Regions from separate parts of the Mus musculus genome. Here regions 1, 2, 3, 4 and 6 are each linked to region 5. Evidence: chromatin contacts called from public promoter capture Hi-C data. All regions are on one chromosome and are shown on one strand. Each heading gives the region's core, a stretch centred on a gene start, on an enhancer-like site or on the middle of the called end of the contact. The rest is flanking DNA. Distances are from core to core; before and after follow the strand shown.

Region 1 (2,700 bases), core at 24-2,523, 350 kb after region 5:
TGTTTAGATAGGGGAGACTGGCCAGAAGCAGTTCTCAGACACACAATTGGCAAGTAGAAGACATGTGGTCAAAGGCAAAACCCTTCCTTTTCCAGCCCAGAGAATACCCGGCTGATGGGCTCAGCCCCAAACAGCAATCAGCTTTGTGTCTTTGTGTCCTCCACTGAACTGAGCTGTTTAGCTTCCTTCAAAACCCATTCTGTTTTCCAGATGAGGTACACAGTCAGGCCTGATGTGGCCCTCTAACCCACAGTATTAACTTTGTGAAAGTGCCAGAGAGATAAAAATGTCCTATTCCTGCCCTCTCAGATACAGGACACCAAAAGCAAAAGGCATTCCAAATTTAGGGAGTGCCATGGTGGCTGTCTTAAGAAAGAGAAATGAATCGTTTCTTTCTTAAGAATGATTCTTTCTTAAGAAAGAATCGTTATTCTTGACCTGTGACTATAGTCTGGGCATATATAAGCTATCCAGACTTCTCAGAGAGAAAGAGTTGGGCAGGAAATCCCAGCTCCAGTTTAAGACCAGTCTGCCCTTCCAGGGCCTGGTTGTTCCTCCTCAAGTGATGTCCCTTGCAGTGTTATCAACCTTGGGCAAGGATGGATGTGAAACATGTGGGGGTCATACTGGCTGTAGAGTCAAGTTCCAAGGAAGCTTCCACATCAGTCCCTTGTGTGTCTGATGTCATTAAAGTGACTTGCTCTGTTGTCAGCTAAGATCCTGCAGAGAAGTGACACCTTCCCCTCAGAAATGGCATGGGACAGAATAAAGCCAGCAAACAAGACAACAGGAAAAGCCTGGTCCTTGGTGTCGTCCTTGGTTTTCCTGGTTTTGTTTTCCATTAGGGAACTGGGGTTCAAACGAGGCCACTACCCAGGTCCTGCTGGACAGAAGACCCCCGCCTCATCCCACCAACCACTCACCACGTTTTGCTCAGCGGCTGCCCCACTTTCTCCTTGCCTTTTGTAGAGGGGGCTGTTATGCCCTGTGGTCTTTTCCAAGGAGCTGTGGAAGTCGTAGGCCATAAGGTTGATGAAATCCAAGCTCCTGCAGGAGACATGGGAAGGGGTGGGAACAAGAAGGAGAGATAAGGACATTCTCTATCCCTCACCCTCAGACCATTCCCATTCCCACTGTGGTGTTGGACATTGTCTTCGATGTCCTGCCCCCCACCGCCCACGTCAGCACCCTCAGGTGTTTTCTGTTCTGTGCGAGAGAGCTGGTTCGATTTTGCCATTTTGGAAGCAATCTAGCTCAGTGCTTCCAAAGCGTTAACATTTCATAAGTCCCCTGAGAATCTCACTAAAATGTAGGCGTTCACTCAGCAGGCTGCATTTCTAACAAGCTTTCACACACACACACACACACACACACACACACACACACACACACACTCACTCACACTCACAGCATCTCTCTCTATGTAGCTGGCCTGGAAATCAGTGAAGAGCAGGCTGGTTTCAGACTCACAGGGACTTGCCTGCCCTCACCTCCTGAATGCTGGGAATAAATGCATGCACCGGTGTACCATCTCTCAAGTGTCATAGGGGCTGCAGCTCCACACACCCCACCGAGGAGCTAGCATGTGACCTCCCATATTCTTGGAGATGCTTAAGGGTTGTGATCTCCCTCCTCCTGCCCCAAGTGTGTTCTTTCTTGAACCTTGTGAGTACCAGAGGAAGGGAAGAACAAAGACCACCTAACCATCCCCACACACCCACAGAAAGGATCTGAAATAGTGCAGTGTAGCCAACACAGAAAGCAGTGACTTCTCAGTTGCGTGATAACAACTGGAAGTCATGCCTTGCAAGCAGAGATCTGCTTTGTTTCTGGAATGCTCAACCACCCTGGGCTGCTCCAGCCTTGGAGAACATAGGGATTCATGAGACTCACTGGGCAATCTTGTCCACCTCGTAGCCAGCATCCACCAGGCCTCGATCACTCGGTACAGCTGCAGTCAGAAGGAGGCGTTCCTTCCCTGAGGACTGGGCTTCCTCCTGGAAGGCTTTGGCCAAGTCCTGTGGGAAGAACAGCATGAAGGTAGAGGCAGGAGCTAGCAGGACCCTCTATGCTATTACCCACTCCCTGATAGGTGTTCACATTCTGCAGTCTGAAGCTGCTGGCACTGGGGTAGGACCACCACCCTGAGTCACTCGGCAGACTGAATGACCCTAGTCCCTCCCAGCCATACCTGTATCAGGGCTGTGAATCTCTCTTTGTCTACTGTGGGGCTCCCACGTCCACCTGGGAACTCCCAGTCAAGGTCAAGGCCATCAAAACCTTGAGTGCGCAGGAAACTTAGGGCTGACTTCACAAAGGTCTGCCGGTTGCTGGCGGTGGCCACCATGTCTGTGAACCTGTGGAATGATGGAAGGGGTGTGGCCTGACTGGGGCTAGACAGGTCACTGTCTTGCTCAAGGGTGAATAGGAGAGTTCTCGGGGTCCCAATCACATGTTTAGACAAGAAAGGGTTCTAGGGTTCCTGGGGGCTGCTGGGGTACTTGCTGACAGGTTAAGGGCCTGGTTAAGAAAAGGAACAACAGAAGTGCTTTCTAACCCTAATGTCACTGTCACTGGGGCTGCTCCAATCCCCCTGCAGTCCCTGACTGTCTCGTTGTCAAAATTATCCCCACCCTCTCCTCCTCCCTGCACAGATTGTTTCCCATGTAGTTAGGGGGACAAATAAGGAGACTAGCGGGG
Region 2 (2,700 bases), core at 8-2,507, 360 kb before region 5:
ACTAGAGATTAAACCTAGGGCCTGTCCTTGTTGCTGCTAGATAAGCACTCTCTTTCTTTCCTTTTCCATTTGTTTACATCTCAAATGATATCCCACTTCCCGGTTACCCCCTCCACCCCCCCCCATCCCGCGACCCCCCCCCCCATCCCATATCTACCCTCCCCTTTGCCTATATGAGAGTGCTCCTCTTTCCCTAGCCCCTTTGTTAACTTTTTTTTTTTTTTTTTTTTGGAGAAACGGGGGCTTAAACTTGCTCTGTTGCTCTGGCAGAACATAGGGTCTCTATGCCCCATCCCCTAGAGTATTTGGAATGTCAAGCCTGGTTAATTGGGTTTTGTTTTCTTAAGACAAGGTCTCACTTAGTAGCTGAGGCATCTCTTCTCAGAACTGTGTGTTCTGAGCTGCCATGGCCAGCCATGATCTTGAATTCACATCTCACAACAAAATACATAATATGATTTATTAATTTTAAGGAGAAATGGTCTTGGGTTTACTAATGTCTGCTTTCCTGAAAAAGCTGTAGTGTGTTCAGCTGCTACTTCCTTTCTTTACATGATGGACAGGAACGAGAAATAGGTTCCTTACTCTAATGAAAGTCATAAGTAAGTTGAAGTCATAAGATTGTATAAAGTCTTCACTTATCATCGGCTAGGCCCTCTTTTCCTCTATATTGAAATATTTCAACTTTTGAATTAAAATAATACCCATTCAAAAGTAAAAGTTTGATTCCAGGGCCAGCCTGTCTTGATTTGTAGCCCAGAATATAGAACTAATCGCTACCCTCCATGTTTTGGGTTGACATGGGGACTATAGAAACCAGCAGGCTCATCTGGCTCTGAAGGGCCAGATGATTTGACTAGCAGACTGCAGGACAGAAATGGCAAGTAGCCAGCAGTTGGCAGATAGCTCTGCAGGGACACCACGCTAAGTAGCAGCTGTCACAATCATGTAGTGGTCAAGTTCATTTTCCAAAGCTCCAAGTTTTCCTTAGCAACAGAATATAAATAATTCCCCGGGCTAATATTAGAGCTGATAGTGACTGACTGTCTCTGCCTGCCTTTTCTCCTCTTTGTATCCCTGCTCCCTTTTCCCTCCCTCTGACCAGCCCTGAATTTTATATCACTTTCTTCCTTCAGATGTCCTTCCTTCCATCCATCCAAGAAATGGCTATAAATAGTTTGTTTCCACAGAAGGCTAGAATTGCTTGTCCCTCTGAAGAACCCACATTATACTCAGCTCTGCTTGCTTCTCAAGGGGTGACCTATACTGACTGAGTCATCCATCTACCCTCATCCCAACCTTCCTGAGTCCTTTGGAGTCTATTAAACTAGGTAGTTATTCCAGCTAATGTGAAGCTGTCTGCAGATTAATTTGATATCATCTTTGGAATGTTAGAAATTTTAAAACATAATTAAGCCATCATTTTTAAAAACACTTAAAATTATCTCTAAAACTATGACAGTTGCCAATTAAAGAAAAGGTTTTATAGTTTCCCTATTTCTCTCCATTTTTGCTCTAAAATGTTTTCCTTGTCTAAATGTCTATAGCAGAGTTGAACCTACTTTTTCTTTGTTGATGTAATCTTTTTTCCCTTGTATGAATCTTGAGCAAGAAGAGAGCAAAGTGTACATGACAGTAGGTGAAATATACATTGAAAATAAAATAGCAGCCGGCAGTGGTGGTGCACGCCTTTAATCCCAGCACTGGAGAGGCAGAGGCAGACGGATTTCTGAGTTCGAGGCCAGCCTGGTCTACAAAGTGAGTTCCAGGACAGCCAGGGATACACAGGAAACCCTGTCTCAAAAAAACCAAAAAAAAAAAAATGAAGAAGAAGAAGGAGGAGGAGGAGAAGGAGAGAAGAGAAGAGAAGAGAAGAGAAGAGAAGAGAAGAGAAGAGAGCATCAGCTGACATCCCAGGCTACCCAGAAATTTTCTGTGAAAGGAAAGGTCAAAGCCAGGTACAACAGAGCACTGAGAATGCTTGAGGCAGGAGGATTAGCACAACCTTGAGGCCAGCTTGGGTCTGTCTCAAACCCATCTCAAGAAGTCCAAAATTAATAAGCGAGAGAAAGAAGGAAGGCCAGGCAGTGGTGACACGCACCTTTAATGCCAGCACTCAGGAAGCAGAAGCAGGCGGATCTCTGTGAGTTTGAGGTCAGCCTGGTCTGCAGAGTGAGTTCCAGGACAGCCAGAGCTACACAGAGAAACCCTGACGCAAAACAAAACAAAAAAAAAAAAAAAGAAGAAGAAGAAGAAAGAAAGAAAGAAAGAAAGAAAGAAAGAAAGAAAGAAAGAAAGAAAGAAAGAAAGAAAGAAAGAAAGAAAGAAGAAAAAGAAAGAAAGAAGGGGAGGAGGGAGGGAGGAAGGAAGGAGGAGGGAGGGAAGGATCAATTAGTGTCACCAGGCTTAGTGGTAACTGCCTTTGTATCTATTAAGCCATCTTGTCAGCACAATATAATTTTTGAATTAAGGTTGCATACATTGTATTTTTAGGCACTGCTACAGCAAAATTGACTATAAAAATATTAAACATTTTGTTTATATGCACTAGAAAACCCAAAGACTTGCTTTATTACAGTGACATTCATTTTATTGTGGTAGTTTGGAATCTCTGTAACTGATAGACAAGGAGGTTAGACACAGGTAAGTGAACCCACATGAAGAACGCAGTCTCACAACCTGAGATACAGGATTCCTACA
Region 3 (2,700 bases), core at 183-2,682, 280 kb before region 5:
CCCGCTCTAAATGTCACTGCCAACTGAGCACCCTCAGGAAGAGATGCTGGAGTGAGGAAGGGAGCACCTCTCCTCAGCCATCTCTTGGGCTATCTCAGTTCATGCTGCGTCCGCTGTGGCCATCTCAGAGCTCTTGTAGGAGCAACTGATTGGGATATGGGGACTTTCCCAATACTTTCAGCAGGCTGGAGACAAAAACCTCAAGCTGAACTTCCAAGGTTTTAAAAGCAGCGACTTCCCCCTGGGGAGACGAGGTGAAAGCTAGAACAAGTTCTCCCCGTTCTGCAGAGTCCCCGCTAAGGGAGCTCCATGTAGCCTGGGCATGGCTACAGGCTTTTCTCGCCAAACAGCTCTTGCAGGAGAAGTACAGCTGAGTCATTCTACAGCAGTATGAAAATGTGTTTGCATATTGATTTCCTGTCCTAGGCCATTTCCTCTGCAGTATCCCAGAGTTCTTGGCTTTCACCCACTAGAGCAAACGCATACCTCCAAGTGACCTCCACATGACCTACTTGAGGGCTGACTGCCTCCCTCTTCTTGAATGGATTGTTGCCAATTTTGAGAACTGGTCCATTGCTATAGGAAGGAAGGAAGGAAGGAAGGGAGGGAGGGAGGGAGGGAGGGAGGGAGGGAGGGAGGAAGGAAGGAAGGAAGGAAGGAAGGAAGGAAGGAAGGAAGGAAGGAAGGAAGGAAGGAAGGAAGGACGGACGGACGGACGGACCATGGGGCTGCTAAGCAAGGGGAACCATCCATCTAAGATACTGGAGCAGCTCATCCCTGAAGTGCGTTGTGCTACACAGCCATTGTCAGCTTGCTCAGCTTCTTCCGTTCTTCAAGAATGTTACTTTAGTGGATAAGTAATGCCAAGTCAGATGTAGATTTCTGTAGCTAGGAGGCAGAAACCCTGGAGCAGTGTCAGACAAATCCCCAAATGTCCTCCTGTGAGTAAGGTCTCTGGTGTGCAAGTGGATTGCTTTCCAGGAGACAGCTGGTGTTTTAATGCCTAGAAAGATGTTATTTGTGGATACCTCCCCACACACAAAGTTTTCAGAGCCCGTCCTCACAGTCCTGTTACCCCCCATAGTTGTAGTGAAGGGGAAATGCCAAGCCTGACCCTCACTTCCAGGTCACCAGCCCACAGTGTGACTAGTAATGGTCACGTAGAATCTGAAGCACTAACTAGTTATCCTTCAGACACTTTCCATTTCCCAGGTTGACTCAAAAATACCAGGAAGTAGAAATAGTGTTTGATTCTCTTGAGCAGACAGAACACTACCCTCACAAATACATTGCATTTTTTCACCTTCTGGATTTTCCAAACCCACCTCACTTACAGTAGTACTTTCTTCCTCTTAGTGTAGTATGCTAGTATTGCCAAGCAGTTCTTCGTGACTCAGCACATACAGTTCTATGTGCGTGAGGGCTTCCCATCTGAAACCCTCAACTGTGCCCTCGTACACTGCGGTTAGGCTGCTGTCTGTACTACCTGTGTCAGGATGGCTAGAGAGCTAACTCCATAGTTAAGAGCACTTATTTATGCAGAGGACCTGGGTTCAGTTCCCCGCACCCACATGATGTTTTATAATAATCTGCAACTGCAGTTCCAGGGAGACTTCTAACCTCTGTGGGCACCGAACACGTACTTTGTGCATATGCATATATGCAGGCAGAGTACTCATACACACAAGTTAATGCTTAAGTGCATCTTTTAAATATATATTAAAATATATATTAAATATCTGACTTAATGTTAAATATATATTAAAAATATGTAAAACCCTGTGTCTGAGTATGATGGCATATACCTGTAATCCCAGCACTTAGGGAGCAGAGACAGTCTCTGTAAGTTCAAGACCAGCCTGGTCTACATAAAGACCCTGTCTCAAAGAAAGAAAGAAGGAAAGAGGGGGAGAGGAAGAGAAAACAAGCAACCTCAAAAAATAAATGAGTAAAATAATAAAGAAAAAGAGGGCTAAGCATGTAGCTTAGTAGGTAGAATGTGTAATTAACATGCACTTAGCCCTAGGTTGGATCCTCAGGACCACATAAACCAGCTGTGGTGATGCATAGCTGAAATCCCAGAAGGTTCCAGGCCAGCATAGGATCCATGAGACCCAGTCTCAAAACCAAGCGAGAGGAGATGCAGTGAACAGAAAGAAAGGACCTGGGGTTGTAGTGCTCTCTCTCTCTCTCTCTCTCTCTCTCTCTCTCTCTCTCTCTCTCTCTCTCTCTCTCACACACACACACACACACACACACACACACACACACACACACGAGTGCCCTGAAGTCCATAGGGAGGCATTTTGTGCCCATAGCCCTTTGTGCCATTCACGTAAGCCCCATGCAAAGACTCAAAAGTGGACAAAAAAGAAAAATGAGGACCCTCGGGTTCTCTCTTATTTCTGTTGTCATTCTAAACTGGCAAGTACAGAAGCACTTTGGTATTCTTAGTTGTTCTTGATCCTTTGGGTTACACAGGTTTGCATGTTTCTTTCTATGTTCTTATCATATCAAGCTGTGGTTTTCTTCTCTTTTCTTTTTTTTTTGGGGGGGGGGGTTTGGGTTTTGGGTTTGGGGTTTTTTTCGAGACAGGGTTTCTCTGTGTAGCCCTGGCTGTCCTGGAACTCACTTTGTAGACCAAGCTGACCTGGAACTCAGAAATCCTCCTGCCTCTGCCTCCCAAGTGCTGGGATTAAA
Region 4 (2,700 bases), core at 23-2,522, 380 kb after region 5:
TCTAAACCCACCAGCCCCCTGAGACTCTGTGATGATAGCTGTCTGGGCATTGTCTATTAGGTGGACAAGTGAAAGCTCTGGCCACATCGGTTATGATTTATTTTAATTGTCATTTTAGGGCACAGGTCTACTAGTTTGTTTGTTTGTGTCTTAGTTGGGGTTTCCGTTGCTGTGAGGAGACACCATGACCAAGGCAACTCTTATAAAGGCAAACATTTAACTGGGGCTGGCTTACAGTTTTAGAGGTTTAATCCATTATCATCATGGTAGGAAGCATGGCAGCATGTGGGCAGACATAGTGATGGAGAAGGGCCTGAGAGTTCTACATCTTGTTCCAACTGCAGTCAAGAAAGGCATCCTCAGGTCACTTGGGGGAGAGTCTCAAAGTTCACCCCCCACAGTGACACACTTCCTCTACCTCTCCTAAGAGTGCCATTCCTTGCACCAAGCATATCCAAACCACCACATTCTACCCCCTAGCCCCATAAACTTGTTCAAACATATGAGTCTATGGAGGCCATACCCAGATTAACAGAATGCAAAATATATTTAGTCCAACTTCAAAAGTCCCCATAGTCAATAGCAGTCTCAACAAGGTTAACTATCTGTTGTTCAACTGCAAACACACAAGCAATAAGCGTAGCTTGCTGAAAATCACCACTCCCTTAATCTGTTTATCTCCTCAAACACAGGATTTACCTACATCGCACTTCCCGATGCCCATTTTGTATTTTTCCTTTCTAAGCTTGCTACACTTGATCAAAACACTCTTCATGGGAGCGAACCAGAGGACAAAGTCTATGCTGGGCTTTTCTGAGACTTCTTCTGTCAATGCAATTAATCTGATTCTCTTTCTTTGCCTTCGCCTTAGCTTCAAGCAGACTCTTCAGACAAGGGCAAAAAGCAGCCACGTTCTTCAGCATAACTTCATAAGAATGTTCTCCAAGCAACATACTAAAATTCCTCTCCTCTGAAACCCCTTGAGCAAGGTCTGCACCATTCATATCACCCTCCAAACAAAAGCATGGTCAGGCCTATCATAGCAATACCCCAGTCTCTGGTACCAACTTCTGTCTTAGTTAGGGTTTCCACTGCTATGAAGAGACAAGGCAACTCTTATAAAAGCAAGCATTTAGTTGGGGTTGGCTTACAGTTTCAGCGGTTTAATCCATCATCATCATGGTGAGAAGCATGGCACTGTCTAGGCCGACTTGGTGCTGGAGAAGGAGCCGAGAGCTCTACAACTTGTTCCAACTGCAGTCAGGAGAAACTGACATCCTCCGGCCTCTAGGGGGATCTTAAAGGCCACCACTACAGTGACTCACTTCTTCCTACAAGGTCACACCTTCTAGTAATGCCACTCCCTGGGCCAATCCACACTACCACAGTTTGGCTTTGTTTTTATGAGACAAGGGTTCTCTGTGTAACCTTGGTTATTCTCAAACTCTAGCTGAAGACCTGAACTCACAGAGATCTGCCTACCTCTGCTTCCTGAGTGCTGGGATTAAAGAAAAGCCTGTGTCACCACCACCACCCAGCTTTTTTTTTTTTTCCAATTTATTTATTTTTATTTTGTGAGCATTGGTTTTTTGGTCTGCCTGCCTGTCTGAAGATGTCAGATCCTCTGGAACTGGAGTTACAGACAATTGTGAGCTGACATGTGGGCGCTGGGAATTGAACCCAGATCCTCTGGAAGAACAAACATTGCCCGTAACCACTGAGCTAACTCTCCAGCCCCTAACTGCTGCTATTTTTTTTTTAAAGCTTGCTACAAGCCATATGTTGCTACGTCCTGAGTATGCCACCCCATCCAGCTCACGGTTACCATATCTCTTGACTACAGCAAGAGGCCAGGCAGGGTAGCTGACAGGCAGGGCAGCTGACTGACATCATCTAGGCGTGAGTAGGCACACACTATTGTTTGCTCAATAGGAGAAGCACCCAATGGCACAATGATTTCCATCCTTAAGCAGAGATGGCTGTAATGTTTCTCATGCAATAGCTGATGAAGGTACAGAGGAACACAGAGGGACTCAAACCCACATACTATGGTAGGGGAGTGTGGGCATAAGAACCCTCAGACTCAAATCCCCAACACACACACACACACACACACACACACACACACACACACACACACACAGAGCAGCTAGGTAGTTTTAGACTTGTCCTTGACTTCATAGTCATATGGCCAACCGTGTGTGTGGGGGGTGGTGAATCTCAAAGAAACAAACTAAAAAGAAGAAACTGCCCTGATACATTCATTTGCTGCTAATTGGACAAACCCAGTCACATGACCATACCTAAGTGGATGGAAGTCTGGGAAATGTAGTCCTCCAGGGTTTTGTGTGTGTGTGTGTGTGTGTGTGTGTGTGTGTGTGTGTGTGTGGTGGGGAATACTGGAAGATGTATGTATCTTACCATGAGAAGACTGTTAACTGGAGCCTCAGAAGCACAGTACGTACAGTACGTAGTGGAGTCTGGAACATACATACACAACACCCACCTCCACCCACCCACCCACCCTCACTCACCCCCAGCCCCTCTTCTTCCAAACCCAGATAGTCTGGGATGTGCGATGACTTCTCTTGAGCCACCATGACCATTCCCATCGTCATACTCTTACTTTTAACCCCACCAGACTCCCAGAATCAGCTAGAAACTTTTTTTTTTCAGAATATGAAAATTTATTCCTATGTT
Region 5 (2,700 bases), core at 127-2,626:
AGACAAGGCCATCAGAACACGCTCTTGCAGCAGACACTGCTGTATGTGACTCTCCACCACTTGAAAGAACAGTGGCTTCTTACAAACCATTTATAATGAGGGTCTGAAAGCAATTTAGTTTGTACTATCCAATAGGATCGCATGTTACACTTAAAAAAAAGGGCTCAGAAACTTTTTTTTTCTTTCAGTTTTCTCATTGGGGTGATGGTGGTTTAAGACACTTATTTTAAAACCCTACCATACGCGGCTCATACCTTTAATCCCTAGCAGTGGGGAGTCCAGGTGGACCTCTTAAGTTAGAGGCCAGCTGGGTCTACAGAGCAAGTTCCAAGCCAGCCAAGGCTACATAGGGAGACCCTGTCAAACAAACAAACAACTTAAACACACATACACACACACACACACACACACACACACACACACACACACACACACACACGGGGGTGGGGGACCCTTAGGATTCAGATTCCAGATTACCTCTTATCATCAGGAGTGTGCTTTCTCTTTCACTTTAATTAAAATTTAACTTTATAAACCTTTCACACACACACACACACACACACACACACAAAATCCTACATGAAAAAGTCCTAACTGCAAGAAAAGAATGGTTAACCTTCGAAATCTATTCGAAATGCCTCGTCCTGGGAATTGTATCTCGGGGGACTTAGAAAAGTTGGGTACTAGCAGTCACTCGGTGTGAATTCTCTCCACCAAACTTGATCCTGGAGCTCCTCTGGGGAGAAGCAAATGAGACAAGTAGGGACTGAAAGATGGATAAAAGCTATGGTGGGAAGGAAATCCAGTGATTCTTAGGTGCCCTGGGGCGACACCGAGTGGTGGCTGGAGATACACCTGCGGGGTACAGCAGGTTAGCCAGAGCTCCAGGAAACAGGGGGCTAGGGTTCGTCCCTTAGCTCGCGCAGGATACCCAAAGCCTGGGGGCGGGTGGGCCGCCTAGGACAGGCACACCCTCTGAGGGAGTACTCTGCGAGAGAGAACAGTTTAGGGGACCAGGCAACTGTGCCTCGACACGAGGGTCCCAGTCCCCAACCAAGCCAGTGGGCGGGGCCTCACGACGCGGGGAGGGGCAAAGACGCGCAAGGAAGGGCGCGGTCTCCGGAAACCTGGGAACCAGGAGCAACCCGGAGCCGCTGGGTCGCTCAGGACAGCGCGACTCTAAGCAGCATCAAGCACTTTCCTACCTGCCGGCGAGAGAAAAGAGCAGTCCCTGGCTGCAGCACCCGAGAGCCACAACGCTGGCACAGCACCGCCTTCCGGTTCCGGCCCTCGGCTGACACGAGCTCGTTCTGCAGCTCGCAGGGTTCCATCGCCGTGCCGCCACACCATCAGCCACAACGGCGCACGCGCGATCTGAGCTGGCTCACCCGGAACTACGCTGGCGCAGGTCCCTGGGGGCGCCCCGCCCGTGCCTCTCGCTGTACCTCTGCGCAGGCGTCTGAACTCTATTGCGCAGGCGCCTTTCTCTATTGCCGGACGGAAGTGTCAGGAGTTACTTGTGACAATCCTTTTTCACTATACCTGGTCTCCCAGGCGCCCTTAATATTGGCCTAAGCAAATCACTATGGCTAGCCTTACCACTAACTCTTGGGATATTTCCCTTGCCTCATGAGTAGATGGCGATAATTCGGGTCAGGTCACACCTCAGCAAGATTTAGATACAAAACAATTGCTTTCTATGTAAGAAGTATGTATAATGCTTAGTACATTTAGTGTTGCGAAAAGTGTGATAATATTAAGCCTAGACTAATAGTGGCCATTTATTAGGTAGCAAAGCGTTGCTTATAGTAATTTTGAAAACGTCATTTCCTTAGAGGGTATGCCCTCGGGCATAATACAGGAAGAAGGCTAAGGTTTGCAATGTGTATAGGACATCAGAACGAGGGAATTAAGCCACCTTACTGTTCTAGAATGCAGTCTTGCTCCCCTGTTAGTCCCACATTACATGATGATGGACATTGTGTATGTGAGAATAGTAACCTGAGAAGGTCATAGACTCAAATATAATAGAACAATTTCAGAAATGGATTAGGAAACAGCTGTCTAGGATGTTGGGTCTTTTATCTCTGTATTTGTTTTTCAAGGCAGGGTTGCTCTGTGTAGCCCTGGTTGTTCTCAGACAGATCTGGCCACCTTAGCTGGGATTAAAGGCATGCACAACCACTGCACACCCACTTATTTATTTAAAGATATTTTTTATAAGTGTTTGGCTTACATGTAAGTGCATTGTGTTTGCGCCTGTGGAGACCAGAAGAGGGCACAAGATGTCTGGAACTGGAGTTACTGACTGTTGTAACCTTCCACATGGGTGCCAGGAACCCAGCCCAGATCCTCTGAAAGAACAGTCATCAGCTGGCACTCAACCATGACTCATCTCTCCAGGCCCCGTAGGTATCATTTTAATTAACCATTTGGTTGTCAGGAATGAAAGATTTTAGACACAGGGTACACTAGAAAAGGATCAAATTTAAAGCTGGGCAATGGTGGCACAGCCTTTAATCCCAGCACTTGGGAGGCAGAGGCAGGCAAATTTCTGAGTTCGAGGCCAGCCTGGTCTACAGAGTTAGTTCCAGGACAGCCAGGGCTACACAGAGAAACCCTGTCTTGAAAAAAACAAAAACAAAAACCAAACAAACAAAAAAAGGGATCAAACTTAAGAATGGTTTGTAAACCAGCGAC
Region 6 (2,700 bases), core at 171-2,670, 490 kb before region 5:
ATACAGTTTAAATTTTGCCATGCTATATTTTCAAATTTCCACCTATTATTTCATAATCAGAAAAATGTTTTCTAAAATAGCTCCCACAGAAATCTGTTAAATTCCCCAGCCACCTAGCAATACATTGAAAAACAAGTCTAGAGCCAAAGGAAATGAAGAAATACTATGCCCAAAAGTTACAAGGTGACTTAAGAATAGCATTGGGGAAAGAGATGGAAAGACGCCAGGATCTGACCAATCTACTCTGGGGTCCAGTTGGAAAATTTGAGAAGTTCAAAGTATTTTTTCTTTGTTTTTAGTTAGGGTCTCACTATCATCTCAGGCTAGCCTCACACACATCCCCTCCTGCCTCAGCTCCCTAAGTGTTGAGATTATAGATGGGAACTGCTATACTTGGCAAAGTTTTCTATATTTCGATTATGCCCTTTGTCTTCCAAATACTGATTGCACGATAAACATGAAGTGTACTCAAAGCAAGGGAGAACCAGCCTAATAAGTCTACTCAGGACTTCTCGACCAACCGTGGAAATGTCAATGATGGCTTGGGCAGAGTCACCACCATAAAGTAGTTGACTCTGGACAGCGCCTCACTCTGCCTTTGCTCTCGCCTGAACGTCTCTTCGCTTCTGTCGGACAGTTTGTTCCTTCTATCTCTCCAAATCGTGTTCCTTTAGGAAGACTAAATTTCTTAGCATTTCCTCGGGTCTGGGTTTGCACTGCATCACGCATCTATTTCTGTGTATTTTTCTTCCCAGCTTCCTCTTAGTTCTCCCACCCCATTTTCGGGAGGTTTTTTTTTTTTTTTTTTCCTTTCGGGAGGTTTTTGTTTTGTTTTTGTTTTTTCGAGTTTTCAAGTCTCTATTTCTGAGACAGAAATTCTCTCCTGTTGGTCTCCTTTGAGTTAGGAGTTGTCTGATCATGGCTTTACCAGTGAGCTGGGTTCTGGCAGCTCTGGCTCTGGGCTTACATCTATCTCTGCTCCTCTCTCACACAGGCCCCTTCAAGCCCTGCGAGCACCTCTTTGAGAGCTGGGGCATCCGCCTTGCTGTGTGGGCCATCGTGTTACTCTCCGTACTCTGTAACGGGCTGGTGCTGCTGACAGTCTTTGCCAGCGGACCCAGCCCGCTGTCCCCCGTCAAGCTTGTGGTGGGTGCGATGGCAGGCGCCAACGCCCTGTCGGGCATTTCCTGTGGTCTCCTGGCCTCGGTGGACGCCTTGACCTATGGTCAGTTCGCTGAGTATGGAGCCCGCTGGGAGAGCGGTCTGGGCTGCCAGGCTACGGGCTTCCTGGCTGTCCTGGGTTCAGAGGCGTCGGTGCTGCTGCTCACACTGGCGGCCGTGCAGTGCAGCATCTCCGTGACCTGCGTCCGAGCCTACGGGAAGGCGCCGTCGCCTGGCAGCGTCCGCGCAGGCGCACTGGGATGCCTGGCGCTGGCCGGGCTGGCCGCAGCACTGCCGCTGGCCTCGGTGGGAGAGTATGGCGCCTCCCCACTCTGCCTGCCCTACGCCCCACCCGAGGGCCGGCCGGCTGCCCTGGGCTTCGCTGTAGCCCTGGTGATGATGAACTCGCTCTGCTTCCTGGTGGTGGCCGGCGCCTACATCAAGCTCTACTGTGACCTGCCACGGGGTGACTTTGAGGCCGTGTGGGACTGCGCCATGGTGCGCCACGTGGCCTGGCTCATCTTTGCAGATGGCCTCCTCTACTGCCCCGTGGCCTTCCTCAGCTTTGCCTCTATGCTGGGCCTCTTCCCTGTCACCCCCGAGGCTGTCAAGTCAGTCCTTCTGGTGGTGCTGCCTCTGCCTGCCTGCCTCAACCCACTGCTCTACCTGCTCTTCAACCCTCACTTCCGGGATGACCTTCGGCGGCTCTGGCCAAGCCCTCGGTCCCCAGGGCCCCTAGCCTACGCTGCAGCCGGTGAGCTGGAGAAGAGCTCCTGCGACTCCACCCAAGCGCTGGTGGCTTTCTCAGATGTGGATCTTATTCTGGAAGCTTCTGAGGCTGGGCAGCCTCCTGGGCTAGAGACCTATGGCTTCCCTTCAGTGACCCTCATCTCCCGACATCAGCCGGGGGCTACCAGGCTGGAGGGAAACCATTTTGTAGAGTCTGATGGAACCAAGTTTGGGAACCCACAACCTCCCATGAAGGGAGAACTGCTGCTGAAGGCAGAGGGAGCCACTTTGGCAGGCTGTGGCTCTTCCGTGGGTGGAGCCCTCTGGCCCTCTGGCTCTCTCTTTGCCTCTCACTTGTAAATATCCCTCTCTGTTTGTCCTCTTCCCGTCCAATGATGGCTGCTTATAAAAGAAAGACAACTCCAACTCCATAGCAAGATGGCCAACACCTCTGACTCCATTGTTCTCTCTCCACGACCCCTAACCAATGAGTGCTTCCAAGTCTTGCTTTGTCTTGGCCTTCAGCTTCACTTTCACCCTGGGCCTTCTCTGTCCAATCCAATACTTCTGACAGAGGCCTGGGAAATTTGCATAGGAGAAAGGAGAAAAGCAAAAGACAGTGAAGGTTATGGGGCCCTGACAGAGCCATGATCAGTAAGTGCAGAGTGATGGGGAGGTCTCACAGAGCATGACACTGGAAGACAACTACCAAAGACATTGGAGAGTCTCCCCTGTGACATATAGAATATAAAATGTGTTTTGTGTTCCATTAATCTTGACCTATGCTGTGCCAAAGTGCTTCCTGTTAAA

The links. Promoter capture Hi-C pulls out the DNA fragments that hold promoters and counts their contacts.
Region 1: a contact with region 5 is called in a promoter capture Hi-C map of hippocampal neurons, with 2.9 times the contacts expected there. The contact joins the enhancer-like site here to the promoter of Rabif in region 5. A contact is called at or near these places in 7 of 39 promoter capture datasets (3T3-L1-derived adipocytes, the C10 cell line, embryonic stem cells and 4 more), 5 of 484 Hi-C or Micro-C datasets (the G1E-ER4 cell line and embryonic stem cells) and 3 of 115 datasets of contacts at active chromatin or transcription factors (embryonic stem cells and large pre-B cells).
Region 2: a promoter capture Hi-C map of neural stem cells shows a contact between it and region 5. The contact joins the enhancer-like site here to the promoter of Rabif in region 5. A contact is called at or near these places in 15 of 39 promoter capture datasets (the 3T3-L1 cell line, 3T3-L1-derived adipocytes, the HPC-7 cell line and 10 more), 4 of 484 Hi-C or Micro-C datasets (the N1E-115 cell line, cerebellar granule neurons, gonadal supporting cells and 1 more) and 6 of 115 datasets of contacts at active chromatin or transcription factors (the NIH/3T3 cell line, bone marrow-derived macrophages, embryonic stem cells and 2 more).
Region 3: a contact with region 5 is called in a promoter capture Hi-C map of the HPC-7 cell line, with 2.4 times the contacts expected there. The contact joins the enhancer-like site here to the promoter of Rabif in region 5. A contact is called at or near these places in 5 of 39 promoter capture datasets (the HPC-7 cell line, hippocampal neurons, liver and 2 more) and 1 of 115 datasets of contacts at active chromatin or transcription factors (T-cell acute lymphoblastic leukemia).
Region 4: a contact with region 5 is called in a promoter capture Hi-C map of erythroid cells, with 26 times the contacts expected there. The contact joins the promoter of Chit1 here to the promoter of Rabif in region 5. A contact is called at or near these places in 4 of 39 promoter capture datasets (cranial neural crest, erythroid cells, neutrophils and 1 more) and 1 of 115 datasets of contacts at active chromatin or transcription factors (embryonic stem cells).
Region 6: a promoter capture Hi-C map of hippocampal neurons shows a contact between it and region 5, with 2.1 times the contacts expected there. The contact joins the enhancer-like site here to the promoter of Rabif in region 5. A contact is called at or near these places in 2 of 39 promoter capture datasets (the HPC-7 cell line and hippocampal neurons), 2 of 115 datasets of contacts at active chromatin or transcription factors (extraembryonic endoderm stem cells and pro-B cells) and 1 of 9 other capture datasets (adipose tissue).

The regions. Positions count from the first base shown.
Region 1 is chr1:134,144,909-134,147,608 of GRCm38.p6, reverse strand. It overlaps Chit1 (chitinase 1 (chitotriosidase)), which reads right to left. Exons shown (of 12, transcript NM_001284525.1): 6 at 2,192-2,357; 7 at 1,894-2,018; 8 at 924-1,047. Among named protein-coding and RNA genes, the nearest start is that of Chit1, 35 kb to the right of the region's middle. Within about 2 kb of position 1,273, at least 6 of the 459 cell types and tissues checked have an H3K27ac peak or open chromatin away from gene starts, as enhancers often do. A contact at or near this core is called in hippocampal neurons, where this site is marked.
Region 2 is chr1:134,857,103-134,859,802 of GRCm38.p6, reverse strand. All of the region lies in intron 13 of Ppp1r12b (protein phosphatase 1, regulatory subunit 12B), which reads left to right. Among named protein-coding and RNA genes, the nearest start is that of Gm32670, 84 kb to the right of the region's middle. Within about 2 kb of position 1,257, at least 16 of the 459 cell types and tissues checked have an H3K27ac peak or open chromatin away from gene starts, as enhancers often do. A contact at or near this core is called in cerebellar granule neurons and neural stem cells, where this site is marked.
Region 3 is chr1:134,769,218-134,771,917 of GRCm38.p6, reverse strand. The region is part of intron 23 of Ppp1r12b (protein phosphatase 1, regulatory subunit 12B); the gene reads left to right. Among named protein-coding and RNA genes, the nearest start is that of Gm32670, 3.7 kb to the left of the region's middle. Within about 2 kb of position 1,432, at least 10 of the 459 cell types and tissues checked have an H3K27ac peak or open chromatin away from gene starts, as enhancers often do. A contact at or near this core is called in the HPC-7 cell line, where this site is marked.
Region 4 is chr1:134,109,814-134,112,513 of GRCm38.p6, reverse strand. Chit1 (chitinase 1 (chitotriosidase)) reads right to left here and starts at 1,272. Exons shown (of 12, transcript NM_001284525.1): 1 at 1,152-1,272. It also overlaps the pseudogene Gm8618.
Region 5 is chr1:134,493,315-134,496,014 of GRCm38.p6, reverse strand. It overlaps Rabif (RAB interacting factor), which reads right to left and starts at 1,376. Exons shown (of 2, transcript NM_145510.2): 1 at 1,206-1,376. The coding sequence starts at 1,331.
Region 6 is chr1:134,986,486-134,989,185 of GRCm38.p6, reverse strand. Lgr6 (leucine-rich repeat-containing G protein-coupled receptor 6) reads left to right here. Exons shown (of 18, transcript NM_001033409.3): 18 at 995-2,700. The coding sequence ends at 2,250. Among named protein-coding and RNA genes, the nearest start is that of Ube2t, 25 kb to the right of the region's middle. Within about 2 kb of position 1,420, at least 128 of the 459 cell types and tissues checked have an H3K27ac peak or open chromatin away from gene starts, as enhancers often do. A contact at or near this core is called in hippocampal neurons, where this site is marked.